Linked DNA regions of Mus musculus: all the other regions are linked to region 2. Evidence: chromatin contacts called from public Hi-C data. All regions are on one chromosome and are shown on one strand. Each heading gives the region's core, a stretch centred on a gene start, on an enhancer-like site or on the middle of the called end of the contact. The rest is flanking DNA. Distances are from core to core; before and after follow the strand shown. Region 1 overlaps Ptprm (protein tyrosine phosphatase, receptor type, M). Region 2 overlaps Ptprm (protein tyrosine phosphatase, receptor type, M). Region 3 overlaps Ptprm (protein tyrosine phosphatase, receptor type, M).

Region 1 (3,506 bases), core at 207-2,706, 260 kb after region 2:
GCAGCCACTGAGAGCATGGTGTAGCACGCTCTCTGCAGAGAGATATCATGGTGTAGAGTGCTCACTACAGAGAGATGCTAGAGCCAGAAAACAGCAAAGAGGACGATAGCGCCGGCCAAGAGCTTCAGGTTTCAGAATGTGATCCAGGAGGTCCTTCTGGGAGGGCACGATGCAGGCCAGAACCTGAAGCAAAGGATGAAGTATCCACTGTGGGCAGTGAATGCCAGGTGAGAGCAGGAGGCCAGTGTGGCCAGAGCAGAGAGGTGGGAGGGAAATTTCAGGCATGAGACACTGGGCTGGCTACAGCGACAAACCTGACAGGCTCTCTACTCTTTCGAACCCAACAGTCGCAGGGCAGGAGTTGGGGGAGCCGTGGAAGAAATTAAATGATTTTATCTGATTACCCAGGGGAGCGGGATATACTTTAAGGGCATATCCAATGGTACATGATTCAGTTGAAACTTGAACTGTGGAGACCGACTTATTTGGAGATGTGGGGGAAGGCCTCTCTGAAGATGTAGCACAGAACATTACAGGATAGATCGGTAACAACCCTATTATACTGCCACAATGAGTATGAGGAACTGAGGAAAAGTTGGTGGTTGGAATGGGAAAGTGAGGGTTAAACGATATGGGTGAGTGGGGGGTCCAAACCCTGTTCTAGAGCACATAAAGGCATTTACTCTTTATCGTGCAAGCAAGGGAATTTTACTAAATGAGAATTTGTTCTTAATCAAACAGGCATTGGAAATTTTTCTAATCAAGCTGTGAAACAGAAAATCTATCAAAAAAAAAAAAAATCACCCAGTTAACAGATCTTAAGTAGCCCTCATGAGAAAATGTATGTTGTAGATTGAAGGAAAGTAACTTAACAACTAAACCTCTAGATAGAATGTGGAGGCCCTCCCATACCTCCAAATAAGCCGGTCCCCACAGGTCAAGCTTCAGCTGAATCATGTGCAGTTAGATGGTCCCTTAATGTCCCTTAATGGACAGGTGGACTATGTAGTCAAATGAGAACACGTCTGAAGAAGAGATCAGATGTGTCCTGAGGTTGGCAGTGACATGGGAAGCTAGTGAGTGCAGCTTGGGGACATTTCAGAGCATTCAATTGAGCTGTGAGTGGACGGTTAAAAGAACTGCTCTGAGAATGGCCACAAGGGGGCCTAAGTACCAGAAATGAATTAGTGGGTCATTTGGCAGATACACAGGTCAGATGGGAAGGCTGGAAGCAAAGCGAGAGTCTGGAGGGGCACATGGAGACCCTGGGACCCACACAGGGGAGGGGGAGGCTGTAAGAGTGGGCCATGCACACAGAAGCTGGGTGATGCTGGAGTCCTGATGGGAAACCTAGTTCCATAAAAACTGACTTGATGCAGATTGATGCTGGCAGCACGCACATCCTTGCTAAGAAGGGGAAAAAAGTCCTTTCTGAGTCTGCCCTCTGCTGGAGCAAGCCTGCTTCCCCAATGCATCAGTATCTGGGCTTGGGCTGCTTGGCTTCATCTCCCCTCCCCTCCATCCCCATTACTTTAACCAGAAACCCAGTTTTGATGGCCCAGGTCAAAGGTCATTTTCCCAGGATTTTTATAGTGGAGCAAAATTCTTCTCTCTCTGCTAATTGAGCACCAACAGGTCTATAAAGCCTATTTGCAGCTGGCATCCTCTCGGAGGCAGTGGGAGAGAAGAGATAGGGAGGAGCTGAAGTGCAGGGCCCTTTAGCATTACATTCAAGTGGACGGACAGCTGATGTGGATCAGAACAGCACATCCAGGAAACTGTGGGATAAAACCAGAAAGTCGAGAAGACCTAGAGTCAGGGGTCCCTGCTGGTTCTGAGCAGTACCGAGTAAGACTGGCTGAGGAGGTAAATGGAGAAGCCACAAACAAGGCAAGGCAGCAATCTACTGACAGCAGGATGGGGTCTTCATGCAAAGCTCCCTGAGGTCAGACCGGGGTCCTCCTCAGAGCCCGTGTGTCTGGGGGAAGCAAGTGGAGGCAGACAGCAGGGGGAGTATGCGAAGCACCCCTCCTGGTAGTGCTCACTGGGACCCTTTCCCAGTCTGTACCTTGCTACAGGTGCAGCAGAGTCCTTGGCCAAAGGTAACTACAGAAGGAGCGACACCTTTCTTTGCAGAAAACAGCTAGGGCATTAAATTAATGTTGCGTCACCTCTCAGAGGCCAGATGTCGCTTCTGGTCGCTGTGATTCCAATTCAATACCTAACTGTGTCATCAATAATTAACTGAGAGAGAGAATTGGTTAGAGATGAAAGCTTGTCAATTGCAGGCTCCTGTTCTGCCGCCATGGGAATACTTGACCATGCGTGAATTAAAGCTGTAAAGCCATTCCCAGTGTCACTCCTTGTAACAGGAAGTGGGAGAGCCTATGTAGCTACTTAGCAGTATTTTTAAATAATGTCATTTGACAAAAAGGTTTAAATACCATGTTTAGAGGACTTAGGGCATAAAGACCTGATTTGATCCTTTTGTATTTTTTTCTTAATTCCTCAATGGCTTTCTGAGGACTTTTTTCTTTCCATTGATACATAATAATTCTATGTATTGATGACAGTACAGTATGGCTATCCAGTTCATATGCACATTATATAAGTGATTAGCCTTTTTCCATCCTTATATGTTTATCAAGGAACTCTGAATCCATCTCTTCAAGTTCCTGACAAGTATATAATAATTGTTGTGAATAATAATCGTCACCATCATGCTATAGAACATGAATATGGACTCCCCCTGTCAACTATAACTTGGCACCTTGTTCAGCATCTTTTCTTCCCCTCCCCCCTTCCTGGATCCACCCATAGACCTGCTTCACCTCCACCCTACTCACTTCAGTGCATGTATACATACATGTGGAAAGCACAGGCCGATGGTAACTATTCCACAGTGAATGGTAGTTGTTATAACCAGGTCTCCGTGTGCCAGTTTCTTATCCCAAAACACCAATTGAGAGAAGGTGAATCCAAGGAAAGAAGCTGAGCAGCCCAAAGTCTGGGTAGGATGTGGGACGGGCAGATAAAGGATGGATCAGACATACAGATGGACAGGGAGCTGGTGGGTGGAAAGGCTGTTTGTTCGTATGGGAGCTATTTGAAGAAGAGATCAGGAATGGCCTTGAGGTTGACAGTTCTATGAGAAGCTAGTGAGTGCAGTTTGGGGACATTTTGAAGCATTTGTCACATCTCCTCTAGTTAAAGTTTTAGGGGAATAATAAGTCTTCATGCAGATTGAATTTGGCAAAGTAGTTGAGTGTGTTAATTTTGTGACAGAGAACTATGGCCTGTGGTTATAATATAAACATCACTTGTTTATACTGTAGACTTTTATTTTTATATTTATATTAATAAATATAATGCTTATTACATATGTTTATATTACATACTTTTATTATAATATAATAATATTGTATATATTGTTTAAATTCCAGGCATGCGTGGAAAATAACTTATTTTTCTCTAATTATAAAAGCAATACGTCCAAGAAAAATGTG
Region 2 (3,324 bases), core at 236-2,735:
TGTGTTTCTTTACATCCATATAATTGCAGCATTTGTTCGACAGCTTCTTTGCAAACATGTTTCAGGGCCTCCCACACGCAAGTGGCGTGCCTTAATTATGCTCTCTTTGTGCCTACCTCTTGGCCCTTTGCCTGTGGACATTCTATTTCAAGAAATTTGGGGAAGAAAGATGAGAAACATTCAGTTTCCTTTTCTTCCCTATAGGAGCTCCGAGTTCAGCCAGTCACTCATTTCCTGTCTGAAGCTCAGGGAATACTATAACAGTTCTGCACATGGGAGCTGAGTGCATCTTTCCAGCCTTGAGGGGCACTTATTGAAACTCTTTCTGCTGGGCCAGTGTTGGCTGTACAGAGGACATATATCTCTCTGAAGAAATAGAAATCCTTTCTTTGCAGACTGACCTATTAACCTCCACGAGCCTAATATGGCCCCAGAGAACAGGACAGAGGAGACATCTCAGCTGTCCCCGGAACATTCTAGAATCTAAATCACTCTCTATGATTTGAGAATGAGTTAAGGGACTATTCTGAGGGCTGAAAGCAACTTGGGCTTTAAATTCAAGGCAGCCACTCAATTAGAGATGGGGATCAAGAGGTTGCATGTTGGATAAACGCTTTATTTTAAAATAATGAAAGAGACTCATAGAAACAGTAATTTTGCAATTGCTGGATTTTTCTGTTGCCTCCCCCCCTTTTTTTCCCAAATTATGTGTGTTTGGATAAATATCTGTGTGTGTGTGTGTGTGTGCACCTTGTGAGGGATGTCTGTCTTATAGAAAATTGGGTAGAAAGATTGCTCAGGCAATTCATGTCAGTAGCGTTTGGCACAAGTTAGCATATTTTGACTGGCTGTTTGCTTGCCTATGGGGGACGGGGCGCTTACAGAGTCTGAACTGAGTTGCAAAAATAAGGTTGGACTGGGTTAATATTGCTTGTAGCTCCCAGTAATTCAGTCCAACAACCAACCAACTGCCTCCATGAGAAGAGAAAAAAAAATCCAAGCAGAATGAAGGAAAGATAAAGGCCAGGGGTGGGGGTGGGGGGTGGGGAGCGTTCCAGAACTCCACTCAATGGAATGCACTCTGATGTGGAGAGACCCTACTGGAGAGTCCTCAGGAGCCACATGGCTGCATGCTGAAGCCCCAGAAGCTAAACACATAGAGCTCATATGTGTACGCGCCATCTGTGTACCTTTGGAGGAAATTTGAATTTCTGTTTTATGTGCACCGGGTTGGATTTGTTGATCACCTTTCCCTCAAATTGTTGTCCCTCTCCCTTGCATTTCAGGGAAAAGAGTTTCTTCCACTTCACATTTAAGTGATGGCAGAATTTGCATTTCTGTAGACTCCAGCTGTCTGGTTATGTAAATGATGAGCATATGTTATATTGTGTTTTCCAAAGGGGTGTTGGCTGCTTCTAGAGCTTGGTGCTAAATTTATTTCAGAGCTTGTGAAAGGATGGTCCTTTGGGCATGACTAGAGAACACCTCCATGGTACCACACAGAAGGCAGGCCAGCAAAGCTGTGAGTGAGTCATAGCCCAGCCTGCAAGAATCAGGCCTGCCTCATTACAAATGAGCTGGGTTGCTTGTCCAACCTCATCTGAGCGTATGCCTGGAAAGTCATCATGTCTTCCTGTCTTTTAATACTCTGAGACCTCGCCCAAAGTCCTCTCTCCGGGGAGTTTCTGTTGTCTGGCCCTAGCCTTCTGATGTAGAAGTTCTGCTTAATTTTAATATGTAGATTACTTCTGCAAAAATATTTACATAAGTAACTCCATCACAGTCCTGTGGTTGAGTTTGACATGATTGCTATGTTACAGGTGAGTTCAATAGCACACTGAAGACCTTTCCCTAAATTGCACGTGGATACCTACCAGCTTATAGTTTCGGACCAAGACTCTGTCTTGTGTTATTCCTGTTAATGTTACCATAACAAATTACCAGAGGCACTCAATTTCATAAAAGAAAAAGATATGGCTAAGTTTTTGATATTTCAGTTTGAGGTTGACTGACCCATTGCCTTACAGGCTGTGGTAAGTGTAGTCCCAATGAGAACATGTCGCAGCAGGTACAGCTTTATCTCAGAGAAGCACAGAAAGAATGGAATATCTTAATCTTACCTCAAAGGATCCATCCAAGTAAGATCAGAGGACTTTGGAGCAAGCCCCAGCTCTCCAAGGCTCCAGATACTACCACGGGCCATTTAACATACAGACCCCAGAGACCACGCATCAAAGCCTTAAAGCTAGCAGGATTTACCCTGGCCAGGTGTGGTGGCTGATCTCTGCTGTTAACTCCCTGAGATTGAGAACTGCCACAGATACAAACCCTCAGAGGCATGTCCTGAAGAGATTTTGGAGATCAGGATGACCGGGATGGAAAACTCCATCCTGAATACGATCAACTTTATTCCATGAACTCAGTTCAGAATGAAATGAACAGGGAAAGGGGAAGTTGGGAAGGGACATCTAATGTTCTCTGAGCCACCTCCTTTTCCCAAGGTTGTGACTTGCTTACTTTAAGACTGTACCCTCAACCTGCGAACCAAGACCCACACTCCCTCCCCTCTCCTTCCTCTTTCTGTCCCTCCTTCCTTCTTCCCTTTCGCCTTCCCTCTCTCCCTCCCTTCCTCCCTTCCTCTTTCTGATGCTTTTATCATGGGTCATCTCTTTGATGTCAGGTTCACCCAGGGCTACTCACACATCTTCCTCTCTCCTGGTCTCAAGTTCCAGAAGTTTTGCCTCTGCTATTATCATCATGCAGCTAAATTTGGCTTCAGTCTTTGGTCTGTTACGCCGTTCTATTCTCTAATGATGGGCTAAGTGGCCTTTTCCCTTATTAAAGGTACTTTCAGGAGTCGTAACCGAGATGGGGTCGTCTTTCAGAAAGTCCCCTGGATCACAGTGGCTCTGTGGAGTTCCATGTTTAAGCAGGAACCTAATTTATTTGGTTTTACGGTGATTTAGCAGAATGTGAGGAAGAGATCTCATCATGTCCTCCTCCAGCGGATATCTGTGGTTGCTGGGACCTTGGGGGGGGGGGATGGGGGACAGGGTGGAATACATAATTTATTCTCTTCCAAACCAGCTCTGCCAGGCCTTATTGGCTACCACCCAGATGGTGTGTCTTGAATACTAAGTGTCTTTTGTATAGCCAGTAGCTCCTACTGTGTGAGTTACTTCTCCGTGGCTTTGTCCCATGAACTCTTATGAATACAAATGTCCTCAGTGGGATTTAAACTCCCTCATAAAATGTGGCCCTGTGTGTCATTCGGGAAGTCAGCTCCTGGTCCGTGTGTGTGTGTGTGTGTGTGTGTGTGTGTGT
Region 3 (3,208 bases), core at 626-3,125, 320 kb after region 2:
AACAAAAACAGAGTTAGCATTCCAGTGTGTGGTTTGGTGAGGAGCAGCAGTTACTGCTTCACAAGCCAACTATCCACCTGTCTGAAGTGCTCAGACACAAAGATCACCTATGCCACACTGTCAGGTTTTTAGCCTACCGGCCAGAAAGCAAGGGGCAGCTGTTAAGGTATCTGGCGGGGAAAGGGGATACGGTGACAGACAGCATTATTTAGTTCTCTTTCTTCCTAATTTAGGTGGTAATTAACATGGGAAGGAAACACAACTCATCGCTTCCTGCCAGTCTGTTTACTTCTTGCTATTCAACTGACAAGAAAGTAAACGGATATTTTCAGTGCTAATGTGTAAATTTTAATTCCGCTGGTGTGATATCATAAAAGGGGCTTAAGCTTGTTTAAAGCTCCCAGAGCTAACAAAAGCGTGCATATCTTTCATGGCAGGAATAAGCAACCGAGTCGCCCAGATAAACAACAAACCAGCAAGTTTGAGAAAGAACTGTTTTCATGGTACTTAGTTTTTAAAGTAAAGTGAAACACCCTCCCCTAAAATTATTAATAGAGAGAGCCAATACATTGCCCGTCAGAAGTATAAAACAAAATGGTAAGAAATAAATGTGAAGTTCCCATGATATCAAAGTGAGAATGATTCATCATAGTTTCACAGAAAAGTTTATTTTTAGTCCATTTTGGAGTTGACAAGGATGATAGAGCCAAACAAGTACTAAACACATCGGATGCGTTTTGCCGCACATCTCCACATGCACAAAATATCTCCACTGCCTCCCCTCACGTTGTGCTGTTTATATCTGGATCTTTCTCTTCGTGTCTGCAGAGCTATAAACAGCCTTCAGCATTTATAGTCACCCAGCATCCTTTGCCAAACACCGTCAAAGACTTCTGGCGACTGGTCTTGGATTACCACTGCACATCCGTAGTTATGCTGAACGATGTGGATCCTGCCCAGGTGAGTCCAGGGACTCCTTCAGGCAGACCTCAAGTCAGAGAGTCAAGTCTGCTTGTGCTTTGTTTGTATAAGATGTGCAAGCCCCACGGCCCGTGCCCATGGCCCGGCAAAGATTTGGAAACACAAGGGTTTACAAATAAGCATTAGAGCTGTAGAAGACAGTCGGTGAGAAGCAAGCAGACAGACTGAAAGCATAGGATACTGGAAGAAGAAAGACAGGGGCACAGATGGGGACCACACATTGCACAGCTAAAAAGAGCGAGCCAACCAGCGGAGATGGGACAGGCCTGGATCTCATGTTTTTAGGCACCTGTGCTTCTTGGAAGTGCTCAGCTGGGGCCTGCAAGAGGGAGGCAACATGGTGGCCAGATAGTGAAGGTTTAAAGACCGGCAGCAATCATAAAAGAAGCAACCCTGGGAACTGGATGTAAACTCAGCAGCTCAGGGAGGTTCTCAGGTGGCCCCTCCCACAGTGAGGAGGAGGCAGAAAGCCACACTACTGAGCTGGGTGACAGAATTTTCTTGGAGGGGTCAGGAGAGTCCCAAGGCCCTTTGGGAGCAGAATCGATTCTCAGCACAGGCTTCGCTGCCATGACAGAGGGCCTTAGGGAAACCTCAAGCTTAGTGCATATTAAGAGTGAACTTATTTGAACACCAAATTCGTTTTTCTATCCAGTAGAGAAACTGCTGTTTTAGATAGGGCAGGGGTGCTGGTGGAGGCTCCTGGAGTATTTCAGCATGTAAACAGGACAAGATGTCTCCTTCCCAAAACGTGGCCTGATGCTGCTAATGCTCCGTATGCGGCTAGGGTTTTTAATTACATTGAAGGCACCGTATTATGTGACTGAGGCTCTCACTTGAAAGCTAGCTGATGAAATAATAATGACAGCCCTTGTTCTTCTCCACTCCTTTTGGCTTCGTGTCAACGTTTTAGAATTCTTCCTCCCTCCTCCCCACTCGCAGAACAGATTGTCACTGTCTGTGAAAGCCCCGCCAGTTTCAAATGGAACCAAACCTGTCATTCTAAGTTCTAGGCCACAGTCAGGTTTCACCAATCTAAGAGCCAGACACAGGCTAGGAGAAGTGTACCCCGTTCCTGATGGGACGTGCATATGGATAAACTACGGGTGACCAAGATGTCACGGACTCCGGGGTGCTCCCTGAGCATCCGTGTCTGAATGCCAAAGCCAAATTCTAAAGCAAACCGTCTGGACTCAAACCAAGTCTTAGCTGACTGGCAGACGGAGAGACAAAGAGACTCCCAATTCTATTCAGCAGATAGAGCTGATTTCCAGAGCGGGGCTAGAAAGGCTTCTGGGACTCTTGTCTTTTAGCAAACGCTAAACTGGAAGCTGGAACTCCGGAGCGTCATAAGCGTCCGAAGCTCCCACTCGACTGTTTTAAGTATTTATCGGACCAGCTCATGGATGTGTTATGCACCATTTAAGCCATTTTCTACATGGTTTCCTCAGGCAGAATGTAGGACACAGTGTGCCAAGAGCTAGATGCCAGCCCGGGCCATTCATATTTCTGCAGTGTAAATGACAAGCATTTGATCAGTTGCTTGAACTGGGAAAAATATCAACAGAGAGCAAAGCCTGCTCTGTCCACTGAGGAATGGGCAGAACAGTTTAAAAGTGTTTGTTATGGCTTTTACTGCCATCTCAGCTCTTGGTCATCATGCCTGTGTGAACAGTGGGCACCCTTGGGAATCAAAAGGGAAATAAACATCTACATACCATTGTTTGACAAGGCAAGTTTAATAACCTGTCGCTAGGAAATGCTGGTGAGGAAGAAAAAAAATCCCATGGAAGCATTATTCAAAAATAAATAAATAAATAAATAAATGTAATTTCTAAATCCAGCAGGCGTAGCTAATGTAAAGAATAGTCTCGGCTACCCTACTTACCCTCTTAATCTTTAACAAGGATTAAAGATTTATCATGGATAAAGAGGGAGAAAAAAGAGGATATTTTTCACTGTTAACCGAGAATTTATCTTGTGATCTTGAATATATAAATCACATTTTACCACGTGACAGTGACAATTTAGGTCATTTCAAAAGTCAACGTCATCAAAAGAGAAATCTGACCCTCCCATGAATCCTCTTTTTAATGGAACATCAATTAGCTTTAACAGAATGTGTTGATACACCCAGCATTTGCCAGTTATCCGGAATTAACATGTTCCAGCAATCCCTTGGAAGAGCATGAGTCTTTCCAGGTACTCATGTTTGCCTAAGTGTCAT

What was found. Hi-C and Micro-C count contacts between places; a contact is called where the count stands out from the background.
Region 1: a contact with region 2 is called in a Hi-C map of cerebral cortex, with 4 times the contacts expected there. The contact joins two enhancer-like sites. A contact is called at or near these places in 1 of 484 Hi-C or Micro-C datasets (cerebral cortex) and 2 of 115 datasets of contacts at active chromatin or transcription factors (astrocytes and embryonic limb bud).
Region 3: a contact with region 2 is called in a Hi-C map of cortical neurons, with 2.8 times the contacts expected there. The contact joins two enhancer-like sites. A contact is called at or near these places in 1 of 15 datasets of contacts at CTCF or cohesin (the NIH/3T3 cell line), 2 of 484 Hi-C or Micro-C datasets (cerebral cortex and cortical neurons) and 1 of 115 datasets of contacts at active chromatin or transcription factors (SST interneurons).

The regions. Positions count from the first base shown.
Region 1 is chr17:66,753,216-66,756,721 of GRCm38.p6, reverse strand. All of the region lies in intron 18 of Ptprm (protein tyrosine phosphatase, receptor type, M), which reads left to right. Among named protein-coding and RNA genes, the nearest start is that of 1700016K05Rik, 41 kb to the right of the region's middle. Within about 2 kb of position 1,456, at least 12 of the 459 cell types and tissues checked have an H3K27ac peak or open chromatin away from gene starts, as enhancers often do. A contact at or near this core is called in cerebral cortex, where this site is marked.
Region 2 is chr17:67,010,177-67,013,500 of GRCm38.p6, reverse strand. All of the region lies in intron 7 of Ptprm (protein tyrosine phosphatase, receptor type, M), which reads left to right. Among named protein-coding and RNA genes, the nearest start is that of Mir5709, 14 kb to the left of the region's middle. Within about 2 kb of position 1,485, at least 20 of the 459 cell types and tissues checked have an H3K27ac peak or open chromatin away from gene starts, as enhancers often do. A contact at or near this core is called in cerebral cortex and cortical neurons, where this site is marked.
Region 3 is chr17:66,686,003-66,689,210 of GRCm38.p6, reverse strand. Ptprm (protein tyrosine phosphatase, receptor type, M) reads left to right here. Exons shown (of 31, transcript NM_008984.2): 27 at 829-960. Among named protein-coding and RNA genes, the nearest start is that of 1700016K05Rik, 27 kb to the left of the region's middle. Within about 2 kb of position 1,875, at least 24 of the 459 cell types and tissues checked have an H3K27ac peak or open chromatin away from gene starts, as enhancers often do. A contact at or near this core is called in cortical neurons, where this site is marked.